Linked DNA regions of Mus musculus: regions 2 and 3 are each linked to region 1. The links are chromatin contacts, called in public Hi-C and HiChIP or PLAC-seq maps. All regions are on one chromosome and are shown on one strand. Each heading gives the region's core, a stretch centred on a gene start, on an enhancer-like site or on the middle of the called end of the contact. The rest is flanking DNA. Distances are from core to core; before and after follow the strand shown. Region 1 has its middle 51 kb from the start of E330032C10Rik. Region 2 overlaps Srd5a2 (steroid 5 alpha-reductase 2). Region 3 holds the start of Memo1 (mediator of cell motility 1).

What was found. HiChIP or PLAC-seq counts read pairs in DNA pulled down with a chosen protein or histone mark. A called contact is a pair of places that touch in the nucleus more often than the background predicts.
Region 2: a contact with region 1 is called in a RAD21 HiChIP or PLAC-seq map of pro-B cells, with 7 times the contacts expected there. The contact joins two enhancer-like sites. A contact is called at or near these places in 1 of 39 promoter capture datasets (embryonic stem cells), 3 of 15 datasets of contacts at CTCF or cohesin (embryonic stem cells, large pre-B cells and pro-B cells), 5 of 484 Hi-C or Micro-C datasets (the G1E-ER4 cell line, the HL-1 cell line, cerebral cortex and 2 more), 3 of 115 datasets of contacts at active chromatin or transcription factors (astrocytes, embryonic stem cells and kidney) and 1 of 9 other capture datasets (embryonic stem cells).
Region 3: a Hi-C map of the Ba/F3 cell line shows a contact between it and region 1, with 4 times the contacts expected there. The contact joins the promoter of Memo1 here to the enhancer-like site in region 1. A contact is called at or near these places in 2 of 15 datasets of contacts at CTCF or cohesin (large pre-B cells and pro-B cells), 9 of 484 Hi-C or Micro-C datasets (B cells, the Ba/F3 cell line, the G1E-ER4 cell line and 3 more) and 3 of 115 datasets of contacts at active chromatin or transcription factors (embryonic forebrain, large pre-B cells and stem cell-derived neural progenitor cells).

The regions. Positions count from the first base shown.
Region 1 is chr17:73,299,813-73,304,786 of GRCm38.p6, reverse strand. No RefSeq gene overlaps it. Among named protein-coding and RNA genes, the nearest start is that of E330032C10Rik, 51 kb to the right of the region's middle. Within about 2 kb of position 3,311, at least 52 of the 459 cell types and tissues checked have an H3K27ac peak or open chromatin away from gene starts, as enhancers often do. A contact at or near this core is called in B cells, the Ba/F3 cell line and pro-B cells, where this site is marked.
Region 2 is chr17:74,031,895-74,036,428 of GRCm38.p6, reverse strand. The region is part of intron 1 of Srd5a2 (steroid 5 alpha-reductase 2); the gene reads left to right. Among named protein-coding and RNA genes, the nearest start is that of Srd5a2, 14 kb to the left of the region's middle. Within about 2 kb of position 2,843, at least 3 of the 459 cell types and tissues checked have an H3K27ac peak or open chromatin away from gene starts, as enhancers often do. A contact at or near this core is called in pro-B cells, where this site is marked.
Region 3 is chr17:74,291,446-74,296,555 of GRCm38.p6, reverse strand. It overlaps Memo1 (mediator of cell motility 1), which reads left to right and starts at 1,693. Exons shown (of 9, transcript NM_133771.2): 1 at 1,693-1,864. The coding sequence starts at 1,804.

The DNA.
Region 1 (4,974 bases), core at 2,062-4,561:
AAAAAAAAAAAAAAAAAGGTAGGCAAGGAGCAATATAAGAAAAGCCAGGAGAGAGAGGACGAAATAGAGACCAAAGAGGAGTGTGGGGGAAGACGACCAGCATGCATAGAAGCTGGTAGGGATGTTGGAGATAAAGCTCGCCCACGCCCCACAGGAAATGCATATCTGGTAGAAAGAAAGGTGGTCACCGGAGTTAACTCTCACAACCTCCGAAGCCGAGGCTCCCACATCCTGTTGTGAATAAAAACTCACCTGGAATAACTTGTCTTAGAAAACAAAACAGAACAACACCGACAACAATAAAAATCTTCAGAGATTCTGAACGGGCGAATTCGAACCTAAACTTGGGAATTTGAATTTTTTTAAAGCTCCCTGGGGAATGGACATGCTCCTTGACTGACGCATCACGTATCACTGTTCTTCAACTCCACTGAATCGGGGCATCTCTCTGCCCAGCCACGACAGCCAAAAGGAGTAAAAAGGTCTGTCGACTTCAAGCATAAGGCTTGCTCTATCAGAGGCCCCTCCCTCCACGCCCTCGAGACCCTGGCTCCCTCCCCGGGAGCTCCAAGGCCCCTTCCCACCAGTTCTGCTCATTTTCCCTCTTCCTTCTGGCTAGAGAACTAATGTCCTGGTTGATTTTCTTGCCCTAAACAAGCTAATTAAGCAATAATCCTAACAGAATCCATCACTCTGACAAGGTTGTTGATTAATGGTCCCCCAGCCAAGCCCAAAGTGCTTGATATCCCAGCAGAGCGGTCAATAATCACTGCGGCAGTGGCATGCGGCTGCGGCAGTGTGAGTCTGGCCACATCTGAAGACGACGAATGCTGAATGGGTAATGGGGCTCTATTTTGCAGCCTGATAGAAGGCAGAGGAGGAAAAGAAGGCTGGTTCTCGGACGTGCACAGGCTGGAGTCTCTAGCCACAGGCAGCGGTGCCCATCCTTTTGACGCTGGGGCATGCCATCATCATCTGCAAATGGGTTTGGATACATTGGTTGTTCTCCCACATGCTGCATATGGGACATACCTAGAACTCTGTATCCTTCGATCTGAAACCACAAAATGTCCTCAGAGAACAACTCCGAGTAACTCTGGGCCACCGAAGAACTGCCTGCGTGCAAAGTTGGCGAACACATGGATGCTTCTTTGGTTTTGCGGCTGTGTTGACTCCATAGCTGCTGGGTTATAAGGTGCGACAAGAGAAACAATACTGCCTTTGGGAAGTAGATTTCAGTCCAGGCTGATATACCTATCCATTTTCTGCACCCAGAACATTATTGCAATTCCCTAAGAAGACATAACTTTCTTCAGTGTTGGGAGAATGGTCCTGGATTAAGCAGAATGTGGTGAAATACTGCCCCCTGGTGGTCATAGTTGCTGCTTCAACTCTTCTACCTTCTAAGGTTCCTGGGCCAGCAAGTGTCCAGTGGTCTTTATGAGGACCGTAACCTGGGTATCATCCGAGTTGCCACAGCCAAATATACAACCCTGTGTCCTTCCTAACGTTTCCTTCACTGCCATCTCACGGTTGTCCCAAAGAGGGGGCTAGAATGCTGCAGCTGTCCACTTCTGGGTGGCTCCTGTATGACACACAGAACCATCATCTTCCCACAAAACTATAGGCTCATGCTTTAGAGCAGAAGGCACTGAAGCAGGAGGAGAAAATACACACATTCAGACAACTTGGTGTAACTTGCTTGCACCCGCAGGACCCTCTTGGGCCTGATCATGAATGTATATACCACTTCCACTTGATAATAGATTATTTGTGGACCTGTCCCCATAATCTTTGAATCCACTGTCCCTTTTATGCCCCCAGAAAGAGTCTTGGAAAAGAGCTCTTGACCAAAGAGAGGAAAATCGCCTGCTCCCGACCTATGCTGCCCCTGAGACACACACTGTTTGGGTCTATCACATGCCATGGTATCTTATGTCTATATATGTTTCCAGCTCAGGGCAGCAACAAAGATCAGAGCATACACTGATTGCTCTGTGAATGGTAAGAGCAGAGTTGATGGAGCACAGTGGAAAACAAGGAACATGGTGGCTTAGACAGCCTTAACCCAGAACCACCCAGCCTAAGGCTCAGGTCTGCTCTGCCTCTATTGGGCGATGTCCTAGGGGGAAGGCTTTCTCTGTCTGGGCCCCTTCTCCGAAAAGTAAGACTGATACAAGGACCTCTAAGGTCTATTCTATACATCAGGGTTGGGGAACAAGTTCCTAAGAGTCTAAGCAGCAACTAGCACGGAAGGCAGCATTTAATCACCATGAAAAAGACCCACTGGTTCACTAACAGCCCTAGCGACTCACACTGTCCGGGGCAGTATGCGGGACCGCGCTCTCTCCACACAGCATGGGAGCAGATGCGTCTCTCTCTACCTTGGATGTTTATCGGCATGAAAATGAACAACCTCTTCCACCTACCTGGAGTTAGCCATCATCCCTGGACAGATGCTGGTGAGACAGTGACACCTAGTGGCGAACCTACCAATAACTGTCCAGCCCCACAGCGGGCCCTGCAGGCAAAGAGCCTGCCAGAAGTCTGCTCCGGGCTGTGGTTAACCAAGAGCAGTAACTCACAATGTGAGCATTGGAGGCTGAAGTGGGTCCCTTAAAGTTATGCCTCAGTCTGGCCCTAATTAGTTTCTTCAATTAGTTTGACATGGCCCTTGAAGCCTTCACTTGTTCCCCAAGTCTAATACGGAGTTCTTACCAGATAGGAGTAGCCCAAAGCCCAATAAAGGAATCCTGGATTTCACCTATGTCATTTCTGTCCGCCCCCATCCCCGTATGGCTGTGTAACAGATCAGGCCACTGACTCAGATACTGCATGCAAAGACTTCAGTTCACCCCCAAATGCCATTGTCTGCAGAGGGAAAACAGTAGACACTCGTGGGATAAGGTTTTCCCTAGACGGCAGCAGAGGTCTGTACAGGAGTAACCCGTCCGACACCCCGCCCCCCACCCGGAAGGAAGTGGTAATTGGCTCAGACTGAGGATACAAATTCTAGAGTCGCCATAGCCTCTGATGGTGCGTGGCCACTTTCTCTTATGAAATCATGTTTAGCACCAACCTTCTAAAGGTGAGAGCTGGAGTACTGCCATTTCAAAACACCTGCTATGTCACACCCACAACTTAAATAGGGAAAGCTAACTCACATGCACATGCAATTACCAAGAATAAAAGGCAGTTATTTTCTTTAAAGGATTGACGTTGGGGCCCAGGAGGCTTCCTGCTGGGTACTGGAGACACTCACTGGAGATGGGACCTGGAACTCCCTTGTGCTGTTGGCTACGACACTAAGCCTTGAGATGCCTCGCTATCTCCATCTAGTGGTGATGATGAACATTACACCAGTGGGGAAAGGAGACACAAGCCAAGAATTTCAAAGTCGGCGGGCACTGAAGATTTTGAGTTGAGAGGCAATGCTTGGCTCTGTGTTTTGTATGTCTCTAGTGAATTATAAGTCTTTGAAGTAAAGATTACCATCCATTCTAACACTGGGAAAATAACACTAAAAGCTAAGAGAAGTAACTTGAGATGAGCATGCAATTAGTAATTGCTGAGCTGGTATTTAAACTGATATATGTGTGGATCTGGAGTGTATTTCCACACCCAGCCAGCAGTACCTCTGCCTATAAAGTATTTGGGGCAGTAACTTTTTAAAAATTCTTGAACAACTGATGAGTGAGTTTTATTTCATCCCTTCCGGTCCTTCCAGCTCAGGCTCTCTCTCTCTATCTCTCTCTCTCTCTCTCTCTATCCCTATCTCTATCTCTATCTCTATCTCTATCTCTATCTCTATCTCTATCTCTATCTCTATCTCTATCTCTATCTCTATCTCTATCTCTCTCTGGAAAGACAGACCATGAGGCAGTTATCCTATGGGGGCAACGGCACTGAAAACAGACTCACTGGGGGACTTTGTGAAGGCTATCCTGGGCCTGCTCCAGACAGTCTTGTGATAGACCTGGAGTGCTGGTGGAAGCCTGGACACCCTCTGAAGTCACTGCTGTTCCCCGGGGGAAGATCATTGTCCCTAGCTTAGAAGTGGCAGTGAAGCATTGCCTAGTGATTGCAGGAGGGGAAGATGTCAGGCACCTCACAGGAAAACCAAAAGTGACGCCTGGTGTCGGCAGAGGAAATCTAATAGTGGCTGAAGTCCTGCTTCATGAGTTGTAGTAATGCCTCTAACAAACGCAAACTGGTTGCTGTTTGTCAGGCTGCTGGACGAGAGAACTGGGCTTTGAGACCCCCCCCCCCCCGGCCTCTGTCTGGCAGCCCCATCTGGCATACTTTAAAGATGGGAGGTTCTTCAGAGTTGAGCATCTCACTTGGGGATGAGGGATGCCAGCTGCTGAACACAGCTGTGGTGCAATGGGAATTATGTTATGGTCTCTGGTTCCTAAGCCCCCTTCCTGGCCTTAAACCACAATTATCAGCTCAGGAAACAGGGCTGTGCCCAAAGCCATGAGCTAAGAGGGTAAAACATAGATGGTTGCTTCAGAGCTACACTCTTTCCACTGGTCTACACAAACACTTATGGGGAAAGTCTAGGCTGGCTGCCCACAGTCCAGTCTACACAGGCTGAGCCATTGTGGACTGGAATGGCTGGACAACATACAGGGAGGCGGAGCTTGACCAGAATAAGCCAGAAATGCCCTAAAGGAGCAAGAACGGATGTTTACCTTATACCCTGAGTCTTTGGGGTACCTAGAGATGAGGGAGAAATAGCCTAGGAGAAGGTCTGGATACACCTTCCTGTGGTGCAGATATCTGATTTCATGGTAATCGACGCATGTTAATGTTCTGATGTCTGATATCTGAGTCAGTCACTATAGGAATGTCTCCAGCCCCAACCTATCTGGTCACTCCATTCAGCAGGCAACTCACACTCTCTGTGAGAAAGCCCATGAGTGTGAGTTAACAGGAAACCACTTACTACAAAAGAAAGCCAATGTAGGTTTA
Region 2 (4,534 bases), core at 1,594-4,093, 730 kb before region 1:
TCATCTCCAATGCATCCATTTTTCCTTCATGTCAGAAAGAAACTCCATCGTGTATATGATGTACCACATTTCAAAAATTCTTTAATCATTGACAGACAGCAGAACTGGTCCCACAATGACTACTGCGAACAATGCTACAATATCTTGGGGTTATAGTATATGTGGTACTGTTCCTTAGCCTGCATACCCAAGAGTGATGTAAATGGATCACTTAGTAGTTCTATTATTATTATTATTATTTTAAGGACCTTCCATACTTATTCCCAGTGTGGCTTCACCTCTTTGCACTCCCACCAGCAGTTAACGCGTCTTCTTCTTTCCCTGTGTGCTTGCTAGCAGTTGTTGTTGTTTGTTTGATTTACTTATTGTTAATTTTATATGTATGACCATTTTGTCTATGTGTATGCCTGTATGACACTTGCACATATTGTGCCTGCAGAGGCCGGAAGAGGGAATCTGATCCCGGAGAACTAGACTTACAGATGGTTGTGTGTCTCCATGTGGTGACTGTGAATCAAACCTACATCCTCCACAAGAGTAACTAACCAGTGTGCTTAACTATTGTCTTAGTTGGAGTTATCATTGCTGTGACAAATCACCGTGACTGGGGCAACTCAGGGAGGAAAGGTTTTATTTGACTTGCACTTCCGTATCACTGTCCATCATCAAAGGAAGTAAGGTCAGAAGCTGAACAAGGGCAGGGACCTGGAAACAGGAGCTGATGCAGAGGCCATGGTCGGATGCTGCTTACTGGCTTGCTCCCATGGCTTGCTTGACTTGCTTCCTTATAGAACTTGTGACCACCAGCCCAGGGATGGCACTACCCACATTGGGCTGGGCCCTTCCCCATCAATCACTACCTAAGAAAATATACTATAGGCTTGCATACAGCCTGATCCTATGAATGTTTTTTCTTTTTTTTTTTCCATTTTTTATTAGGTATTTAGCTCATTTACATTTCCAATGCTATACCAAAAGTCCCCCATACCCACCCACCCCCAATCCCCTACCCACCCACTCCCCCTTTTTGGCCCTGGCGTTCCCCTGTACTGGGGCATATAAAGTTTGCGTGTCCAATGGGCCTCTCTTTCCAGTGATGGCCGACTAGGCCATCTTTTGATACATATGCAGCTAGAGTCAAGAGCTCCGGGGTACTGGTTAGTTCATAATGTTGTTCCGCCTATAGGGTTGCAGATCCCTTTAGCTCCTTGGCTACTTTCTCTAGCTCCTCCATTGGGAGCCCTGTGATCCATCCATTAGCTGACTGTTTTCTTAACTGAGGCTTCCTCCTCTCAGGTGAGTAGCCTATGTCAGGATTTAGTGTCAATATCTCGTCACACTGATCTAGCTAAGGATATGGGAGAGTCACCCCATTCCTGCCAGGTGTGGGCAGCAGTCCAGGTTATCTTAATGTGAAGACTCCTCGTTACTGTTGCAGGGGGTGGGAGTTCTGGGTTCATACTTGCTCTTCACTGACCACTGCCTGCCTGGCAACTGTGTTTCTTTTCTCCTCCCAGGCAGTCTCTCCCAGCAATCCCTGTAGGAGTGAGCAGCCTCCACTCTCCACTCAGCCATCTCTAAATACCATCCAGACCAGGATAAGGATTAGGGTCAGGATGAAAAGATTCCCCACAAGATCTCACCTTGCACAGAGAGAATATGGAAAACCAGAAAGCCCTGGCTCCCTTTCAGCTCTCTGACAACTGGACAAGGCTTCAAGTGCTTTTCCCAGCTCAGTGGTGGGGTGGGAGAAATTTCTCTGAATTTTTTTTTTTTTGTTTGTTTGTTTGATAGGAGTGAGGTTACATTTTCTTTTTCTTGGTCTCTGGGTGAGAAAGGGGGGGCATTGTAGGGGAAGAGGGAGAGGGAAAGATTGAGGAAGGGAGGGAGAAAGGGCAGAGGGAGAGGGAGGGGGAGAAGGGAAGGGGGGAAGGGAGGAAGATGTGAGGGAGAGAAAGGTGTGTTTCAGGGAAGGCGATGTGATCCAGCTTAGGGCATAACTGGGTTTGCCACACAGGGAGAAGAGACTGCAGTGGAAGTAGTGTGAGTGCCAAGTGCGAAGGATCTTGCAAACTTCTTCAGGAGGATTTTAGTGCTGATTTGAATTCAAGGGTTGTGGAGTGGGTGAGATATGGCTGAGTTTTGGAAGTAAGGTTCTACCATAGAGATGATGGCACTTGCTAATCAATTTACCTGAGGTGGGGGGAGAGGGAGAGGGAGGGAGAGAGAAGAAAGGAAGGAGGAGGAAGGGAGGGGAGTAGGGGGGGAGAAAGAGAGGAAGGGAGGGGGAAGGGGAGCGGGAGAGGGAGGGGGAGGGAGAGGTTTGGGGAGAGTGGGGGATCAGGGATCTTGTTTGGGGTGTGTTAAGACAGAAATCTTCATGACATCCATGACATGAAGCATGTAGCATGAAACTGCCAGTGAGTGGTCCATGAGTGAATGATGATCCATTAGGGCGGACGCCTGCCTCACTTTGCTCGTGCTCCTAGGACAGGGCTTTGTAAGGGGTGTGAATTCAGCCCTCACAGTTCCTGAGGCTGGGGATTCAGTATCAAGGCGGTGGCATCTGGCAAGGACCTTCTTGTAGTGGTTCCACATATTAGAACGTAGAAAGGCAAGAACAAGCAGCCACCCCTGTAAACCCTTCCATAGAGGAGTCTGTCCGTCCACTAGGATAGAGCACTCAAAACCTAAAACACATTCCTAAAGCCTAAAGCCTTCCCCAGTGCTATGCATGGAGACCAAGGGTAAACCACAATCAGACCACAGTGACCCTACTTCATATCATTTGAGGAGATGCCATCACACAGATGTCTGAGACATATGGGGCATCAATATTTGGAGGACAAAGGGTTGAGAATAGCCCCACAAAGGAAAAGCAGGACAGACGAATGAAGCTGAAGAATCAAGGGAGTGTGGTACCCAAGGGAGTGTGGTACCCAAGGGAGTGTGGTGCCCAAGGGAGTGTGGTACCCAAGGGAGTGTGGTGCCCAAGGGAGTGTGGTACTCAAGGGAGTGTGGTGCCCAAGGGAGTGTGGTACCCAAGGGAGTGTGGTGCCCAAGGGAGTGTGGTACTCAAGGGAGTGTGGTGCCCAAGGGAGTGTGGTACTCAAGGGAGTGTGGTGCCCAAGGGAGTGTGGTACCCAAGGGAGTGTGGTGCCCAAGGGAGTGTGGTACTCAAGGGAGTGTGGTGCCCAAGGGAGTGTGGTACTCAAGGGAGTGTGGTGCCCAAGGGAGTGTGGTACCCAAGGGAGTGTGGTGCCCAAGGGAGTGTGGTACTCAAGGGAGTGTGGTGCCCAAGGGAGTGTGGTACTCAAGGGAGTGTAGTACCCAAGGGAGTGTGGTACGCTTTCTGGCACTGTTTCCAGGAGGCGGGGATGGATCTGTCCAGCCTGAAGAGGCCTGACTCTGATCTTGGTCTGGAAATATGACCTTGCCAGGACTTGCATCTGTGGGGACAGAGGCACTAGAGGAGAAAACGTCATAGAGATGGTAAGTGTGGGCTGCTCTGGAGAGGAGTTCTGTTGTAAAATAAACCAGAGATATGGGACAGTGACTGACAGAGGGCACGAGGTCACTATATAGAAGAGCTAAGCGCAACACAGGGGAGTTTTCTATGTATTTGCAGAACTTGAATTTATTTTGATTGACAATCAAGTCTCAAATTTCATATAGTGAAGAGTCTTCAATTGGCTTGATAATCTTTGCAATAGCACTTATATTTGAAGAAGATTTAGTTAAATATGAGTTGGTGACACAAGATGTGTTATTTCTAATTTTTTTCCCTTTTGGGTTTAATCTGGATCTGCAATTTCAGTTAACCCTTTCCAGTGAGAGTGCCGTTACCCCCTCCATTTCCTGGTGAACATTTACTTAGCGGTGACAAAAAGCCTCACATTTACAGAATACTTAGACTCTATCCGAATGAGCATAAAATATTTAAAATTGACATCAGCAGCACAGGAAGAAATTAAAGAGCCATGGTTCCAGACCATGGACAAAGCCACAAAAGGTAGGTAGGGCATAGGATGCTATCTTCGTTTCTTCTCCTGTTGCTGTAATAAAAACTACTCAGGGTGGAGAGATGCTTCAGTGACTAAGAGCAATGCTGTCTTTCAGGGGACCTGGGTTCAATTCCCAGCACCCATGTGTCAGCTCACAACCATGTAAAACTCCACTTATAGGGGATCTAATGCCCTCTTCTGGCTTCTGTGGGCCATGCATGCAGGTAGTGCACATACATACATACATACATACATACATACATACATACACATACTGTGATGGTTTGTATATGACTGGCTCAGGAAGTGGTACTATTAGGAGGTGTGGCCTTATTGGAGTAGGTGTGTTACTGTGGGCATGTGCTTAAAACCCTCATCCTAGCTGCCTGAAAGTCTTCTCCTAGCAGCCTTCAGATGAAGATGTAGAGCTCTCAGCAACTCCTGCACCATGCCTGCCTGGATGTTGCTATGTTCCCATCTTGCTGATAATGGACTGAACCTCTGAACCTGTACCCCAGCCCCAATTAAAT
Region 3 (5,110 bases), core at 444-2,943, 990 kb before region 1:
TTTTTTTTTATTTATTTATTTTTTTAACCACTGAGCCATTTCTCTGGCGCAAGAAGTTGTATTTTATTCATTAGGGTCTTTGCTAAGTTTGGTAAGCAACACAAACTCTTGGGAGAAAGCGGCAATTTACCTTTTTCTTGCCATTGAAATTAACTGTAGAGCTTTTCTCATAACACTTGAGAACTTGGCAAAAACCCCAACCAAACAAAAAGTATACTGTTACAGCATTAAGGAACGCCGAACTTGGTTAGGCAGCTAGACATCTACTTTGGACTTCTCCAGGATCTAGTTTAATGTGAAACTAAGATATACCCGGTGTATGATTTCTTTCCCAAATACTTTCTGGGAGTTGGGGAACTGTTACACTTCCTGGGTTTTGGAATCCAGCACTTCAAAGCCAAACAAACCACTTCCTTTGTGATTCTACCCAACTGGTAAAGGAATTCTTTTGCTGCGTGGAATACTTACGTGGAATACTGGGATTTTATAAGTGAAGGGTGACATTTGTAGTATTCCTTACCCCGTCTGGTTCCTCATACGCATTAACTCATAATCCTTGGTACCCCTCCCTCACGAACGTCACCCCCATTTAACACAGTAGGAAATAACTGAGACAATCTTTGCCACATTGCAGTTATACCTAAAATACAATTAGTAAATTTAACTGTGTCGAAGACATTAGGTCGTAAGGGGCGAGCCTGGGAAGCGAAGGTTACATTTTGACAGGGTCGGTCCTCCACCCCCCCATATTCTCCCATCCCAGTACGCCTCGCAGCGCGATGTCTCTGCCAGCGAAACTTCGCGGCGTGGCCCCAGACTTGCATTCCTGGGCGATACCCCGAGGGTGGGAACCCCACCAAGGACGCCGGGGAAGGGGGAACCCCGACGGGACTCGGCAGGCAGCGATCGCGTGTGTGTTGTGTGTGCTGAGCCAGCGGCGCACGGGGACAAGCCAGGCGGCTGGGGGGGGGGGGGGGGGAAGGGGCTCACCCCGCCTCGCGGCTGCGTCCTGCGCCCCGCGCCCTGCCCCCAGCCTCTGCTGGCGCTAAACCCCGGAGAGCGGAGCGTGCACGCTGAGCCTCCTCGGCGGGCCCGGCCGCGGCGCTGGGCATGCTCAGTGGGCCGGCCCCGGTAGAGCGGCGAGTAAGGACGCGTGGGCTCCCCAGGCTCTGCCTTTCCCGGGTTCAGGCCCCGGCCCCGGGCTGTGTGTGTGTGTGTTGGGGGGGAGGTGGCACCGATCGCCGCCGCCCTCCGGCTCGCGGCCTCCCGACCCGGGATGGCGCGGGGCCGGTCCCGCTTCCGCCGTTGAGCGCGCGGCACGGCGGGCGGAGGCGCGGGGCGGGGCGGGGCCGGCGGGCGCGCGGCGGGAGGGAGGCCTCGGTGGTGGGGGCGGGGCGGGGCGGGGCGGTGGGGAAGGGCGCGGAGTCACGGGGGTGGGGTCAGCGGGAGGCTCGGCAGGCCGCGCGCGGCGTGGCCGGGGGGCGGCTCGCGGAAGCAGCTCGGGCAGGGGTAGGGGCGGCGGCGGCGGCGGCGACTCCGCGGCCGCGCGGCTAGGGTAAAGCCGCCGTGGGCCCCATCTTCCGGCGGCCGGCGGAGTTTGTGGTGATTGTTGCCGCCCTCCGCCCTGGCTGCCATCTCCTCCTCTTCCTCCTCCTCCTCCTCCTCCTCCTGGGCCGGGCTGGTCCCCTCCCCGCGGCCGCCTCCTCCTGGGCTGGGCCCGCGGCGTCTCGTCCCCTCGCGGAGCCGCCGCCGCCGCCGCCTCCTCATTCATCCTCGTGCACCATAGGCGGCACAGGCACCAAGATGTCCAACCGAGTGGTCTGCCGGGAAGCCAGCCACGCCGGGAGCTGGTACACCGCCTCAGGTAAGGGCGCCAGGCCGCCGGGGTGGTCGAGCTGGGCAGCCGGGGCCCGGCGGGCGGGGACTCGGGCGGCGGGCGGAGGGCGCTGACCGCGTGCCGAGGGATCGGGGCCGGGCCGCGCCGCCTCCCCCACCCGGCGCTCGGGCAGGCGGCCTGGCGCCCGCGGAGTTGGGCGAGGAGTTGCCGGCCGGCCCCGGCCAGGGCGAGCGCGGGCTCCGCGGCTCCGCGGACGGCCTCTGCGGTGGGGAAGGACGAGTTGGCGCGGTCCTCGTTGCCAGAGGCTGGCCGAGGGGACCGCAGTTTTTGCTCCCACCCTTGGGGCACCCAGCGCCCCTGGAAGGAGTGACAGGCAGTACTTTTTCTACCCTATCTCTCGTGTTGCTACTCTTGGTCTCTCTCGCTTGGAAGATCTGTCAGACCTGGGCCTCTCGGGGGGATTTGTCGCTTTGTACGTGGAGATTCGGGCAGAGCTGCTGCCAGGCAGGGGCTCTGGGTGGCCTCCAAGGTCTTTTGTCAGTGTTTGCATTGTTACTGTCATTTAGGGGCAGCTGGAGATGGCATCAGCACTTTTCCTGAGCAACCTCTTTGGTATCCTGTGTTCAGCACCGAGCCGGGGCTGGACGACCTGCCTAGTTTAGCTTACGTTTTGAGAGAATTTTGTCTGCACTGTCTTCAAAAAACCATGTGTAGTTCTTTGGGTGAGAAAGGGTAGGGCCGTTTCCCTCCAGTACAACTCTCTTCACAAGGATTGTTTTCTGAGATTATTTTCAGGGGTCACATTTCTGCTTTGGTAACAAAGAAAAGTTCCTCCGTGATTCCTGTTGGTCTCTAGGCCATCTGTGCTTCTCAGCAACTGGCCCTAACCATATTTCCCTTTGCAAGTACTAGGGTTGGATAGTGACATGATTCTTTTGGGAAAACGGAAAATCTGGAAGGCAGTTTTTTTTTTTTCCCTGAGATTGTTCAACCAGCTGCAGAAGTACATGCATCTTGTTGGTCCACAGCGGATTTGCCCTGCTAAGACACAAAAGAATGACATGGTTGGGTTTGGAACTACTGCTAACAGGTGGCTGTAGTTTTTGCGTTAGATAAGTATGACATTTTATGGTCCTGAAGTACTTCATAGACTTTTAATCAGTTCTCACTACCTGAGAATGTCAGTTCTTGTGCCAGTATATGGGGAAACAGAAATTTAGTGCTGCACCCCAGACTAGGCCTGTGGTAAAATAGGAATTGTGTAAGTCAGGTCTCTGGCTCCTGAGTTTGCCCTTTATAATCAATGCACTATTAATACTGCTTTTTTGTTGTTGTTGTTGTTGTTGTTTTGGTTTTTCGAGACAGCGTTTCTCTGTGTAGCCCTGGCTGTCCTGGAACTCACTTTGTAGACCAGGCTGGCCTTGAACTCAGAAATCCGCCTGCCTCTGCCTCCCAAGTGCTGGGATTAAAGGCGTGTGGCACCACCTCCTGGCTTATTTTTAAGTAGAAGGTTTTTTCCGCAGTATGTTTTGGAGAATTAGAAAGTCACATTGTTCCCATTCACGGCTATCTTTTAGCATTTATTTATTGTGTTCCTGTGCATTTGTTACAAATGTTTTAAGCTTTTGTTGTTGCTTGCTTTGGAATGTGGGCAAATATTCTAGGGAAGTTTTAGATTGTTAAGCATATATATGGGTAGTAAAATTGGGTATAGTTCACACTTTTGGTCTTAGAATTCCTTAGAGTTTACTTACATACAAGATGTAGTCTTTAATCTGGTAAAAAAAAAAATCCTATCTGTAGATACTTATTAGTAAATAGGCAGGTAGTTACATTTTTTCCCTAAAATCTGGGTGAATTAAATAATACCTTTAACTGGAATTCAGGTGTATGAATTTTTGGGGTGTGTGCGACTCACCTAGGGTTTCTCTGTGTTGCCCTGGCTGTACTGAAACTCCCTTGGATTCAGAGATCTGCTTGGCTCTGCTTCCCAGTGCTGGGATCAAAGGCATGCACCATCACTTCCTGGCCAGTCTTTTTAAGTTTGACTGATATTGAGGAAATTAGGGTAAACTTAAAGCAGTTTAGTTTTAGAAGCTTAATTTGTATCCTTAAGATGAATGAAGCAAACTTATAGGTATGTAATGTAAAGTTGGTCTGATGACTGTATCTGTAGGATAGAATAGTGTAGCCAGGTTGAAATGACCTACTCTTGGGACTTTTTATTTGTATTGTGCTATTGTTTCTCTAGACCAGTCAATAAAAAACTGAGGAATAGGAAGAATGTGTTTGTTGATTGTCATTTTGTATCTTTTCCAGTGTTCAGGTTGTACACATAGAAAGTATTCGATTATTGAGTGAAATAAGAGTAAAGCCACATTGAGTTCAGTTAACTAGCTATTTCATTAAGAAAAAAAGTGTACATTTATATTGCATGCACTCATTCACATGTCTTTTTGTTATTTACCCCTTGTTATATGCTGTTAGATCCATTGGCTGAGGGTGCTATAAACTTCTGCTTTCTCTCAAGGAATTCAGAGTTTATTTGAAGTAAATTCTAACTTCAGAAAAGCAATTAAATATCTGTTAGGTTGAGATAGTGCATTTCCATGTTCTGAGGAGGGTGGAGTCCTGTAGAAGTAGTCAGTTGTGCTCTGAAGGAAGGCTATTTAGTCAAGTTTGAGGAAAGAACATTGGATTGGGGGCAGGAAAGTGTAAGTAATGAACTTAGTAAGAATGGTCAGTTCTTACGGGTATAGCCTGGACTGTAGAGTGGAGCTGGAAATGCCAGTGGGTTGGATACTGTAGGGGTTGGACTTACCGACAAGGTGTGCTGATGAAGGTTTTAGATTTGGGTATTAATAGGATGCAAGTAGCATTTTAGGAAAACTAATCTCATAGGAAGGTTAAGCCTCACTTCCTTAACCAGTGCAACTAGGATGGGCAGACGGTGGCTCAGCTCCCAAGCACAGCCTGTAAACATTAAGAAAAAAGCTCATTAAATTTTGTGTGTGTGCGCATGTGTGTGTGTATAAAAAAATAATTTTTTTTTTTTTTAAAAACAAGGTCTTGCTCTGTAACCTTGGTTGGTCTAGAACGTATAGAAATTCTCCCGTCAGTGTTGGGGTTAAAGGCAACAGTAATTTGTATAGCTTTTCTCCAGATTCGGTATAGCTTTTTTTTTTTTTTAATTAAAACAAGTTTAAATTTTTTTTTTTTTAATTTTATTTGAGACAGGGTCTCTGTGTAGTCTTAGCTGTCCTGGAACTTGCT